2 separate regions of the Mus musculus genome follow, and region 1 is linked to region 2. Evidence: chromatin contacts called from public Hi-C data. All regions are on one chromosome and are shown on one strand. The core of a region is the stretch at or near the end of the contact, and the rest is flanking DNA. Distances in the headings are between cores, read along the strand shown.

The links. Hi-C and Micro-C count contacts between places; a contact is called where the count stands out from the background.
Region 1: a contact with region 2 is called in a Hi-C map of tail fibroblasts, with 3 times the contacts expected there. A contact is called at or near these places in 8 of 484 Hi-C or Micro-C datasets (the C2C12 cell line, ECoMG-derived neutrophils, Th1 cells and 5 more) and 5 of 130 datasets of targeted methods (CD8 T cells, bone marrow-derived dendritic cells, bone marrow-derived macrophages and 2 more).

What each region holds. Positions count from the first base shown.
Region 1 is chr19:35,297,046-35,303,545 of GRCm38.p6, forward strand. No RefSeq gene overlaps it. Among named protein-coding and RNA genes, the nearest start is that of Gm24006, 97 kb to the left of the region's middle.
Region 2 is chr19:35,122,896-35,129,136 of GRCm38.p6, forward strand. No RefSeq gene overlaps it. Among named protein-coding and RNA genes, the nearest start is that of Gm31568, 26 kb to the right of the region's middle.

The sequences.
Region 1 (6,500 bases), core at 1,381-3,880, 170 kb after region 2:
GAGTCATTTAGAGGTATTTTGACTGGCATGAAGCATTCATATGCTCTCTGATTTTTTATTAAGCTTAGCTATTAAAAAATAATAACTTTTCTTCCTAGAATCTGTTTTGGAAGAAATCTTTACTGACATCTATGTAAATATAGAACTTTATAACTCAACAGAATTTTTATGTTATGGCTCAGTGAATTATGTTTTAAAAAAACTAAATTTGCTTTTAGTAAAGCAGTATAGATGCTTATCACTCTTGTAAAATACAGCATATTCAAATCATTTTCATGTTTTATGGAATACTTTTCACAGAGCCAATATACTATTGTAATAGTCCTTAAGAAGTTAATAGCACTTCAGCTACAGAGGCTGCATAGATTCATCAACTCTCTGAATAAAGAGTTATATCTAAATTATATTTTCAATAAACTAAGATGATGTCTTAATTTTAAACTTATAATTAATGTTTTTGTCTGCTGTACAAACACACAGCAAGGTTTTTGTTTTGTTTTAACCTTTTGTTTCTAGAGTTAATATTTAGAAGCATTGGATCCTAAGCATTTTATAAGGTAGGCCTAACTGAGATTAAGATATTGAGAAGACAGCTTGTTAAGGGGTAGAAAAAAGATACAGGTGATACATAGCAATCTTGTAAATTAATACAAAAGCAAACTATGTTATAAATTAGGCCTGGCAAGAATAATAAGTAATAGGATTTGCAACAACATATTAACAAATAAAAATGACCACAAGTACATTAGCCAGTAATTTTTTGGACTTCTAGAACAAATTGAGTTTTAGGCTAGGGTTTGTCTTGGTGGCTAACATAAGAGCTAGTAGTTAGGGATGTATTTTAGGTTAGGAATATGTGATGATTAATGAGGATTTTTTTTTTCTCATTGGACACTGGCTGAGTGTCCTCTCATATGTCTCAGAAAGTCTCAGAAGTACAGGGCAGTAAAAGATGTGGGTGACAAAACTCTTATGCAAGCCACTGGAATTCTTCAGCTCAGGATGGGGTGAACCATGATGCATTTCCTTGTTAAACTGTACCTATTGTAAGACTAGACAACCTCGACTCCCCTGTAAAAAGCCTGGTCATGTAGTTACTCAGAGTGTGTCACAAGGAACATTTGTCTATTATTATTATTTTTGAGTCCATGGGAACATTACTGGAATATGTCTTTAATGACATTACTGCTTCTGGTATACCTCTCTTCAAGCCAATTATCTCAGAGACTAATACAACAAAAGACAGATAAAACAGTTGTATTAATTCTGTGTGCTCTTAGATCACAAAAGGTTGAACCAACAGAGATTCTTCTCAAGGGTGCCCAGTATAGTATAGACTTGCAATGTTTTACATCTGCACAAAACACAACAGAGATCTCACAAGAAATTTACTGAGATTGTAAGCATGCAGTGTTCTAAGATTCTTGTTTTTTATTCCATAACAGAGACAGCGTCCGAGTGGCTATCTGAGCCTCAGAGGGGAGAAATGATTTACTCCCAAATGTAGTTGTTTCACGAACGGTACTCAGCTGAGAAAAGACAAATCCAAGTGGCTTTCAAGCTCCAAACATGGAGACAAACAGAAAATCCAAAGCATGCTAAGCAGTGTTCTACAGAAAACAAGCAGTGCTAACACTCCACAAAAACGTCGTCTGAACTTTCAGGTCATGCAATCAAACAACCATTCAGCCAGTGGCTCAGTGGAGCTTTTAAACTGACAGGCTGTTTAAATGAAGCCCCATCACAAATTGGTGCCAAGAGTACAAAACAAACCAAGGTTCAGAGTGTGGGTTTACCAGTAACTCTCTAAATCATAAAACTAAACACTAGCATGCTTTGCACAAAACGTACAAGACAGAGATCTAAAATCCCCTTTCCTTTACTAGTTCATCAATATATTTTTATAGACAGTCAATACCAAAGGACCAGGCAACCAGGAAAAACAGCCAGTGGCTCATAACTCCCCTCACTCCAACCACAGGAATCAGTGAGTCACAGGCTTCTCTTATGGTTGTCTTTGGTCCAGTTCCCAAGTGCTGACATTCATTACAGCTGCTCCAGAGTTACCTCTCTACTTGAACAGATGGAGACCAAAGTTGATGAAGAATATTGTATTGATTCTCAGTTTGGCCAGACTAGGGAGAATACAATGCTTAGTTTCCTCTCTACTTTCTCTGTAGTCGCTACAATTTTGTAGAAAACGTGAAGCAAAATCCAGGAAATACGCACGTGTTGATTTAATGCGTTAGCTAAGTGCTTTGCCTGCCTGGTGCCAAGTGCGTTGCCAGTACGCCGATTAAAGAGACAAGTAATGGTTAGAAGCAGAGAAAGGGTATTTCTTTAATGTGTCACATTAGAAATAAGAACAAATCAAAAAGTGCAATGGCTCCAATTCCATCTTTGGGATACTATAGGTTTAACAAAAAGGTGAGGCAGAAGCAAATTGCCTGCAAAATCAAGCTGTCCTGGTTTGGCTGATCATGATCTCATCTGGGTTCTGGAGGGTGGTCTGAAGAAGGCCTTCCTGAGACAGGCAAACATAGGTATAGCCAGGCAACCTGGGAAACCTCTCACTCGAGTGGACTAAGAGCCGTATTCTTCCCAGTGAGTCAACACTTAACCTCCACCCCTCCTGTGGGTAACTTGAGTCAGGCACATCCTGCTAGGAGCAGAAATGCTAGATAATATTGGTGTTAGGTACAGGAACAGTAATGGGCCTAACTGAATGAACGGTCATTCTCTGAATGACCCATCAAAGAAAAACCCTTATTTTCTATCTCATGAGTATGTATGATTGTGCATATATTTAAGCAAACAGAATATACACACAGATTATCTAAAGTTATATGGCTATCCTCCTGTCAGTCATGGCAACAATACATCTAATTCATTTCCGCAGGGATGGAGCCCCTCACTCTGTCTATTTTTCTAAATAAGAGTCTCTAAAAGGGACTTGGAGCTCTTGCACCGTCTCCCATTCAGTCCCTTCACTTGCTGTCTTGCTACTATGTTTTTCTCGTGTGAATCAAACATGTCCCTGAAAACTGCTAGTATTCCCTAGTTCAATTCTTTGATTAAGTCTCCAGGAACCCAGAGCCTTCACTAGTTGGGGAAACTATTGGAAACCTATTTGCAGTGCTTGTTTGAGAAGAATGATCTGTTCCCTAAAAAAATTATTCCTTCTGCTCCAGGGACATCTTCACCCTCATGGCTGACTGTTCTCATCTGAGATTTTCTTACCCTGAGAATGCTGCTGTTCTGGGAATCCACAGCAACTCAAGGGCAAAGGTTAAGGACCGTGACCTACTTACCTCTATATCTTTGGCCAAAGTAAGAAGCCGAATAAAAACGAAAGCAGAAATATCAGAGCTTTATCATACTTTTTAGTTACTTTGTGGGCCCAAGTGAGAAGTCAATTTTTTTTAAGCAAAAGTTGCTTGTACATGTGTGTTTTAAAACATTTGCTTATTGGGATAAGACACAAATCACAGAAAAGACTAGCTGTGGAGTATAGTCCTCACACTCAACAGAGACACATTTTATGAGATTTCCAAAAGCAAAGTATGTGGGGGGAAGTCAACTCTGTTATATATATATTTTAAATATCACCTTAGGAATTTTTTGGGGGTACTATCTATCAAATCCCAACCACGAAAGTCATTTTGGAACAATTTGCATTTTCCCTGTTTTGAGTAAAATCCAGTACATCATGCATCCAATGACATTTTAAGAGTTTCAAATGTGTAAATGGCTGTCATGACATCAATCATGTAAATGGAGGCCACTATCCTGAAAGATGGATGACTCAGAGTAAATAGCTAGAAGAGATTAAAACACGTTTTCCCTCTACTTGTACCCCTTACATAAATTGACTCAACCTCATCCAAACTCCAAATACTTAGCCAAACTATGAGGTTTCTCTTGTGTCTCTAACTGAAGAATGTTCTAAACTTGAGGAACAGCCAACCAAACCAAGAATGTCTGAGAGAGTATTCCTTATCTGGCCCTAATAACCCCAGGTAGGAGTTTTCGATTTGCATTGCCTCAGTTTGCACACTTGTGAAATGAGAGTTGTACTTCTCATATGCTTCATGCGTAGGTTCCAGCAGCTGAACTGGGTCATTGCACTCTATGCTGCTGGCAGTATGCATTATAAATATGTTCCTGATAATTGAAAGTGTTACTATAGCAAGCAGCACAGCAGAGAACTTGCAAGGCAGGGAGCAGGGCTGTTCATTCCTCAGCTCCTTTGTCCCTAAGGGAAGTAGTAGAAAGAAAGCAGACATGTGGATAGTGGATACTTTCATCTGAGCCAGGATGTCCTACACACCAGACAGAGCCACTGTGTTCTTCAGACTTATCAGAAACTACCTTCTGTCATATAAGAAAGTGATATGGGCAAGTAGGTCAGTTTCATTTCTCTATGCTTCTCTATTGCTGTTTCTTTCTTTTATATACATACATATATAATTATTATGTATTTTCCTCAATTACATTTCCAATGCTATCCCAAAAGTCCCCAACTTCCCTACCCACCCATTCCCATTTTTTTGCCCTGGCGTTCCCCTGTACTGGGGCATATAAAGTTTGCAAGTCCAATGGGCCTCTCTTTCCAGTGATGGCCATCTAGGCCGTCTTTTGATACATATGCAGCTAGGGTCAAGAGCTCCGGGGTACTGGTTAGTTCATAATGTTGCACCTACAGGGTTGCAGATCTCTTTAGCTCCTTGGATACTTTCTCTAGCTCCTCCACTGGGGGCCCTGTGATCCATCTAATAGCTGACTGTGAGCATCCACTTATGTGTTTGCTAGGCCCTGGCCTAGTCTCACAAGAGACAGCTATATCAGGGTCCTTGCAGCAAATGCTAGTGTATGCAATGGTGTCATCTTTTGGAGGCTAATTATGGGATGGATCCCTGGATATGGCAGTCTCTAGATGGTCCATCCTTTTATCTCAGCTTCAAACTTTGTCTCTGACCTGGAGGGCATCATCCTGAGTGAGGTAACACAATCACAAAAGAACTCAAATGATAGGTACTCACTGATAAGTGGATATTAGCCCAGAAACTTAATATAGCGAGATATAAGATACAATTTGCTAAACACATAAAACTGAAGAAGAACGAAGACCAAAGTGTGGACACTTTGCCCCTTCTTAGAATTGGAAACAATTTGTTGCTCTTTCTTAATCCCCACCCTGATGAAGTCAAAGAGGATGTGGCTGTTTCATCTGTGGCCAACAGTCTGAGGAAGGAAATGGGTCTCTAACAATCACACCAAAAGACTGAATGTTTTCAGCGAGCTTTCAATTCTGTCTATATACCAATAAGCAATATTTCCAGATATGACCACAAGCCCGATTGCTCAGACAAAAGTCACTTTTGGGAGCTTTTTATGAAAGTGATACACACCTTTTCCTGTATGTTTTTCTATGGTGGGTGGTAAGTTGAGGGACAGTGTAGAAAAAACCCCCATATTCCTACTCTTTCCAGTTCCTGGCTTTTCTATCAATAATGTTCAATTGCTTTAAAGATTGAAATGATTCCATTTGGCATACTGTGTCCTAAAACTCTTGTCATAGAAATGTACCCTCATTAAACCCACATAATTGTAGCCAGTTTGAAATTCAACCCGTTGGTTAAGAAATATGTTACAACCATGAATTCCATCACTGGCACCCTGAAACCATCATGTGAGAAGCATCACAAAATAATCTGTCAGGGACATGCCAGAGTTCCCAGGAGGTGCAGTTCTGGGAACTCAAGGGATGCATGAAATAAAAGGCCACAGAATCATGGTGTGAATGTGTATACATTTGTGAGCAGAGAGAGACTTGTGTGGGAGTGGTGGTTTCTAGCATTGAATTTAGAGGATGTGACAAATTCCACATAAGAACATTTACTGCTCCAGCCATTTAAAGTGTACACTTGAGTAGAATTCAGTACATTCATTCACAGAATTTTTAAAACTGTTATCACCTTCTGTTTCCAGAACTTTTTCATCATTCTGAGCGGAGAACCATTAACCATAGCAGCTTGTTTTCCCCTCTTTCCCTCAGTTCCTGGTACATTTTATTTTCAGCCTCCCAGAAGTTTCCTATTCTAGGAACCTCATAAGACTAGTATCACGCAGTGTTTGTCCTTTTGTGTCTGGCTTCTTGCACATAGCATGATGCTTCCAAGGAACATTCACAATGAAGGAGGTGTCAGCATGCTGTTCCTCGTTCTATGTCTGAATAATATCACATTGCATGTGTGAGCTGCACTTCATGCAGGCCTTCATTTGTTGATGGCCACTTCATTGTTCACTTTCCTTTTGGTTCTTGTGAACAGTGGTGGATGTGTAAGAAGAAAGCCTTGCTTTCCATTATGTTCGTCATATACTAGAAGTGGAGCTGCTGGTTCTTATTTAATTCTGTATTTAACTTTTTAGGGATCACAAAAAACTGTATTCCATAATGTCTATGCTATTTTGTACTTCTAAAGACACTGTATAAGATT
Region 2 (6,241 bases), core at 2,531-5,030:
GGCCTGTAAACAGGATGTAACGTGAATTTAAAAAAAAAATGAAAAAAAGGAAAAGCTTCTCTACAGAAAATTGTTAAGTGAAGAGACAGCCTACGAAATAAGAGAAAACCTTCAGAAGCTATGTATCTGACAAGGAATTAATGTTCTCGATATACAAAGGAGTCGCAGAACAAAGAGTAAGAAATCAAATAACCTAATCAATAAATGGGCTGATGAACTATACGGACAGTTCTTAGGAAATGCAAAGGAGAAGTGAAGATAACACTGTTCCCCTTCATGAGGTCGGCATCAGGCAAAGCACAGTTGAAGGTAAGGTTGGGATTTCATCTTGCTCAGTAAGAAAACTAAGTCAAATACTGTCAAGGACTGTGGACTAAAGGGAACCCTTATCACACTGTTGGTGGAGATGGAAACTAGTCCTGTCACCGTGGAAACGAGGGTGGTGTTTCCTCAAAAAATTAAGACAGACAGGGTCTCTGACCCAGATGGGCTCTCTTAGGTATTCATCCAAGCCACTGTGTCGTAGGATTCACACACATTCAAGCTTACTGAAGCCTCGTTCACAGTTTAGCTAAGTTCTGGATGCAGCCTCAGTGTCCTACAGAGGAACAAAGAAAATGAGTTGTAGACAGACAATGACCGTGCTTGTTTCTGACATAGAGAAGAATAATGTTATGTTGTTTTTAGGAAAATGGATGTAAATGTAAATTATTATATTAAAAGTGAGTTAAGCTAGTTTCAGGAAGACAAATATGTTTTCTGTCATTTATGCTTCCCATTTTAAAATAAATACATAAAATCTTGTATGGATAAATGATATGAAAATAGAAGCAAAAGTAAGGAGGGGAAGGATAGGGATTACTCAGAGGGGATGGGTGAGAGAGCATTTCTGTTTTTCTGTTCCTTTTGTGTTTTATTTGCCATACTATTTTTTAAATATCTTAACACATACTAAAAAGACTATTTAAGGCACATTTGAATTATTCATAAGTACCAATGAAAACTTCAATTAGCAATCATTATTAGGTCTGATTCTTCAAAACAATTCAAATATCATGTAGTTTTAGTATTTAAAGTACAAGTAATTTGTTCCAAGTATTATTTTAAAAGTTTGAATGTGGTCTTTAAACCAAACTCCATTGAACAGAAAAGAGTGCGAACAGAACGCCCTGCCCTTTCCTCTGCTGCTCAGGATCTCTGTGTTTGGCTGTGCTCTGTTCTATTGTCCCCTTTCTCAACACAGTCCTTCCTAACGGGCCCTGCTGTGGGCAGTTCCCGCAGTCTCCTCACTCCGTGCGCACATTGCAGGAATGAGCGTTGCTCTTCTTTGTTAGAAAACACTGCATTTCTTCTGCGAGCTCTTTCCAGAGTGTTACTGTGTTATAATCTACATAATTTAACTTTTCTGTGCCTTTCTGCTCTATTTTAAGCTCCTTACAGGAAAGGATGGTGTGTCTAGTGCTCTACTGCATTCCTAGTACCCAGTATAGAACATAGCACATTAGAGTTCAGTAACTCTCTCTCTCTCTCTCTCTCTCTCTCTCTCTCTCTCTCTCTGTGTGTGTGTGTGTGTGTGTGTGTGTGTGTACATGCACTTCCTGTGTATGTCTTTGGATAGGCAAGGGTGATGTTGAGTGTCTTTCTTGAATATTTTCTCTCTTACTTTAAAAAATATTTATTTGTGTTTTTAATTATACGTGTGTACGGGCATGCACATGTGCGTGCAGGTGCCAATGAGGCCGGAGACCTGCTGGAGTCTTTAGTTGCAGTTTATTTGTACTGTGTGGGTGCTTAGAATCCAAATCCAGACTTCTATGAGAGCAGTTCCTCACTCTTGAGGTCTCAGCCATCTGTCTATCCCCCTCTATCTGTCTTTTGAGACAAGGTCTATCATTGAGCCTGAAGCTTGCCTCTTTGAATACATTGGCATGCCTGGAAAGCTCTTGGGATCTTCCAGCCTCCACCTCCCCAGTGTTGGGATTTCAGACGAATACGCAGTAGCTTGAGTGTAGTGCATCTGAGCTCAGGTGCTGATGACTGCGCCAAGCACCTTGATGACAGAGCAATCTTCCAAGCTTAGCTTGTTGTATGAACGAATGAACCCATTCTGTTTCAGAGATGCCAGATGTGTTTTCTTTTTTTTAATTACTACACAATTGAAAATCAGTTGGGAGAGGATTAGAATGTGTTGTGGGTTATTTCCTATGTGGAAAAGTGCAGGTTGTGATTTCCTTTAAATGCTAACATTTGGGGGTGAATTTGCTTCAGTTTATCGACCGTGTTCTTTTAGTCTAAGCTGACGTTTTTTGCAACCATCGACAGCGTTCAATAAATGCAGTAGACTTGACTATGAATCTATGTAGCTAGCTATGTAGATGTGTAAAGATGACATGCTAACTAACCTGTAAAGTCCTCTTTTGTTCATCCACGGAATGGGGATGGTCAAGAGAATAAATTAGATAGTACACATACAGTTTTGAGCACAGAGTCAAGGAACACTGTAGACATCCAGTAAGTCTTAGCAGTTATTGTCAGTATTACTAATGTCTTCATTTCTAAAGTTGCTTCCAATTTTCTGATACTAATTTTCCTCAATGGCCACTAGGTGGCAATACGGTTAGTTGAAAATACACCGTGAGGGCTTTTCTTTCTACCAGTAAAAAAATCTGTGATGACAGGTAATTTCAAGCACTTTGTCTTAAGCTGCGACTTAATGGCTAAGAGGTTTGCATTATTTTGTATTGAAAAATGCTGGAACAGATCCTATTTGGTTCAGCTATATTTCCATTAAGTTCCCTCCTCCTTTTGCTCTTCCTCTAAATGGGAAAATATTGCTGAGTGTTCTGGATGGCACCGTTAACTCTACAGCCACACGAGCCACCCAAAGCTTGCAAAACACTGGGAAGGATGTCAGTTCTGTATCTCCAGTCTACTGTACTGAAGGGATCACCAGGCCAAACTCCACAGTGACTCAGAGGCAAGGCCATTGGACTGCCTTAGATGGAAGCTAAAGACAATTAGATAGTTCTCAGTGTGAAATGGATAAATTCATAAAGAGCCCGGTGCACCAACAGGAAACTGTTCCCCACCATGCTTAGAGATGCTGCATTGAGGGAAAGAGGCTGTTGTGACATCTGTGGAATGCAATAAATAAACAACAAAATACAAATATAAATACTGTCCTTATTGACAGCGCGATAGATGTGAAAATTATGTCTTACCTTGTAGGTTATCAAGGTATTATTTCATGACTGTTATCAAAGATGTGTGAAAGATCTATTAGAAAAGAATAACTTAGCTGTTAAGGAAATTTGGAGGGGTTGAGTGTCTTAATATAGGATGAGTTGTCAAATTCACCCCATTATACTTTAACCATGGACTCTACAAAGGAAACAAACGTTTCCTGCAGATGGCTAAACTAGCTATGGTATCCACAATGTGGTATATACTCAACAAATGTTGGTTATACAATGATAAAATATCCAATAAATTATAGCAAGTAAATGGATCCTGCTGGGAGTCATTGAAAGGAATTTGCAACTAGCATACCGTGTTCTGCTCATATGAGGATCTTATCTGTGCCAAACACATGAAGATGTGAAATTCAAATAAAAATATCGAAAGAAGTAAAAGAAAAAGTCAAGTTTAAAAATAAAGCAGAGACTTCTACGAGTCAGAAATGAAACATTGGAATCTGGGGAGACTGTCTGCCTTCCTTCGTGGGAGTAAAGATGGGTCCTGCTCCTATGACAACCGAAGTAAACAGAACCCTGTGAAGTGCAGCTTTGGGCCCTGGCCTGCTGCTCGCCCTTAACCCCGATCTTTTCCAGAATGAGTAAGAAGCCTACTACAGTCGACATGCATAGCTGTTTTCCTCCTAAGTGCAGGGAATTGCGTTTCATTTTCTTTATTTTACAAAGCATATTGAAAAGGGAACTAACTATTACTCACGGAAATGATTCAGATAGGGCAAGCTCCCAGACACTATGAGAAAAAAAAAATAATCCCCAAATCTAGGCTAGAAATAAGTTAAAAATAACCAAGAGCTGTGGGAGACACTTGCCGCTGTTGGTGTCTGACCTATGAAACAAAACCGAAACCACGAGTTTGCTTGAGGTGCGTGGAATCAAAGTGACGGGAACCAATTACCTGGTTAAGGGTTTTATAAAGTTTTGAAAGTTCTTCTCTAAACAGTCAGACAACAAATGTTTTAGGTTTTGTGAGCCATATAGCCCTTCTTCAAACTATAGTGACAAAGCAGCCATAGCTCTGCCTCTGTAGAAATAAACCATGTCCCTTTGTCTTAGTGAAATCTTACCCCCTCAACGAGATTCATAGAATGAGCTGTAGTCTACTAGTTCTGTCCTGTAAGTCGGCTTTTCCCATGATGAGGATAGATGATGCCAGCTTTCCTACATTCTTGAGCTGGGGCTCTTTTCCCAGTAAACAGACACCGTGATTAGCCTTTTATAAGCCTCTATGCTGGCCAACTTTATGAAGAATACTTCTTTTCCTTAGATATATCAGCTCCTCGAATTAGTCTGGAGCCAGGTGCTGTGGGCTTTGTCGAGTTTCTATTTTCTTAAGGTGACTCTGCATATCTCTGTTTCAGTTCAGTGAGAGTTTATTACCCTGACTACATTAATTTCCCAGTAACGTGCTGGCATGTAGCCCCTTACTTCCAAGTTTTCTAGAGATTTTTTTCCATTTTAGATTGTATGCCATTCCTCATGTTGTGGTTCAAGCAAAGCAGTGTAGCAATTGGTGTTTGAGTTGCTTATCTTTCCCAGTTAATAATTCCAGGTAAATTGGTCAGGCAAACGTTATATGCCCCAGTACAGGGGAATGCCAGGGCCAAAAAATGGGAATGGGTGGGTAGGGGAGTGGGGGGGGGACTTTTGGGATAGCATTGGAAATGTAATTGAAGAAAATACGTAATAAAAAAAATAAAAAAAATAAAACACTAACAGCAACATAAAAAAAAAATAACTCCAGGTAAATAATTTCTACTTTTTAGTGGAGTGGAGCCTTACTTGCATGCATCTGTAATACAGATATACCTTCAACTGACTGCAACTTTAAAACAAATTCACATTTAAAACCTGCCCCCCCCCCAAACCAGCCCCCAGGAACTGGTTCAGTTTCTGCTCTGACTGGTGGCTGACTGAGTCTTGTATGACATCGTTACCTCATCCCTTTTCTGTGGGAGCGATCATTTCCTGACTCAAAGAATATGGTGGTTGAATTTAGTGACCGGCATCTGAATGTGGGAACAAGTCTGAGCCCAACTGAGTCATGATATGAATTTCAACAAGCTCTCTACATGATTCATCATTGTTCAAGTTTGAAAGTACTTTCTCTGGCATGTATTGTTCCTTAATACTATTTTTTTTAATGTCAATTAGAAAATAGAGTCTCCTCTGGGTGGCAGAATGAGTCAAAGGAGAGAAGTCTGAGATGCCCGGAGTAATTTCTCCCATATTCTTGTGTCATTGGTGAGGGCAGGGGAGTATCTGGTTACTGATCAGTGTGGTCACTTACAAATCTTGTCAATCCATTGAACTAGGATATTGAGAAAAGCAGAAAATTCTAGCTCACTGGCAAACTGAATTTTCCAAGATCTTTTACATTTCTTTTCCTTGGCTATGGGATTCTTTCTCCTATTGCCTTTTAAAAGAAAATATTGATAATCTGATATGAGTCTTCCCTGTTCTTATCAGAAGAAACTGCAGCGTGACCTCTAATGAGCAAATATACGCCCAGGTCTGATCCTTATGCAGTGGTCCAATGTGATCATAGAGAACCAGCTTCCCCCATGTGGCTCCAAGTAGACCCTGGGGACAGAGGTCAATGTTCTTTGTGAGCAAAGATTTAGAGCTATAGAGTGGTCTAGTGATCATAGAGACTGAAGATAGATTTGATTCTCATCTTGTCAGATCAAGCAAGCATGTATTCCCTCGAGTGACCGAGTTTTCGCCAAAGACTGATAATGTAAAACAAAATTAGTTGCTATGTTTTTAGGATGGGGAACCAAGAATTTTAACGATACATTTCTAAAAATCTCCCTAGATCCCTGGATCTCCCAGCCAGATTTGAAAAGAGGAAATAAAGTCTATGTCCCCCAGTTTCCTCAGGTATGAAACGGAGCCCAAAACAAGTTCTTCAAATGGCGGCTGGTAACCCATAAATTCACAAGTGCAAAGTGCTTTCTCAGGGCAGGAGATGTCTAGAGACACAGTGA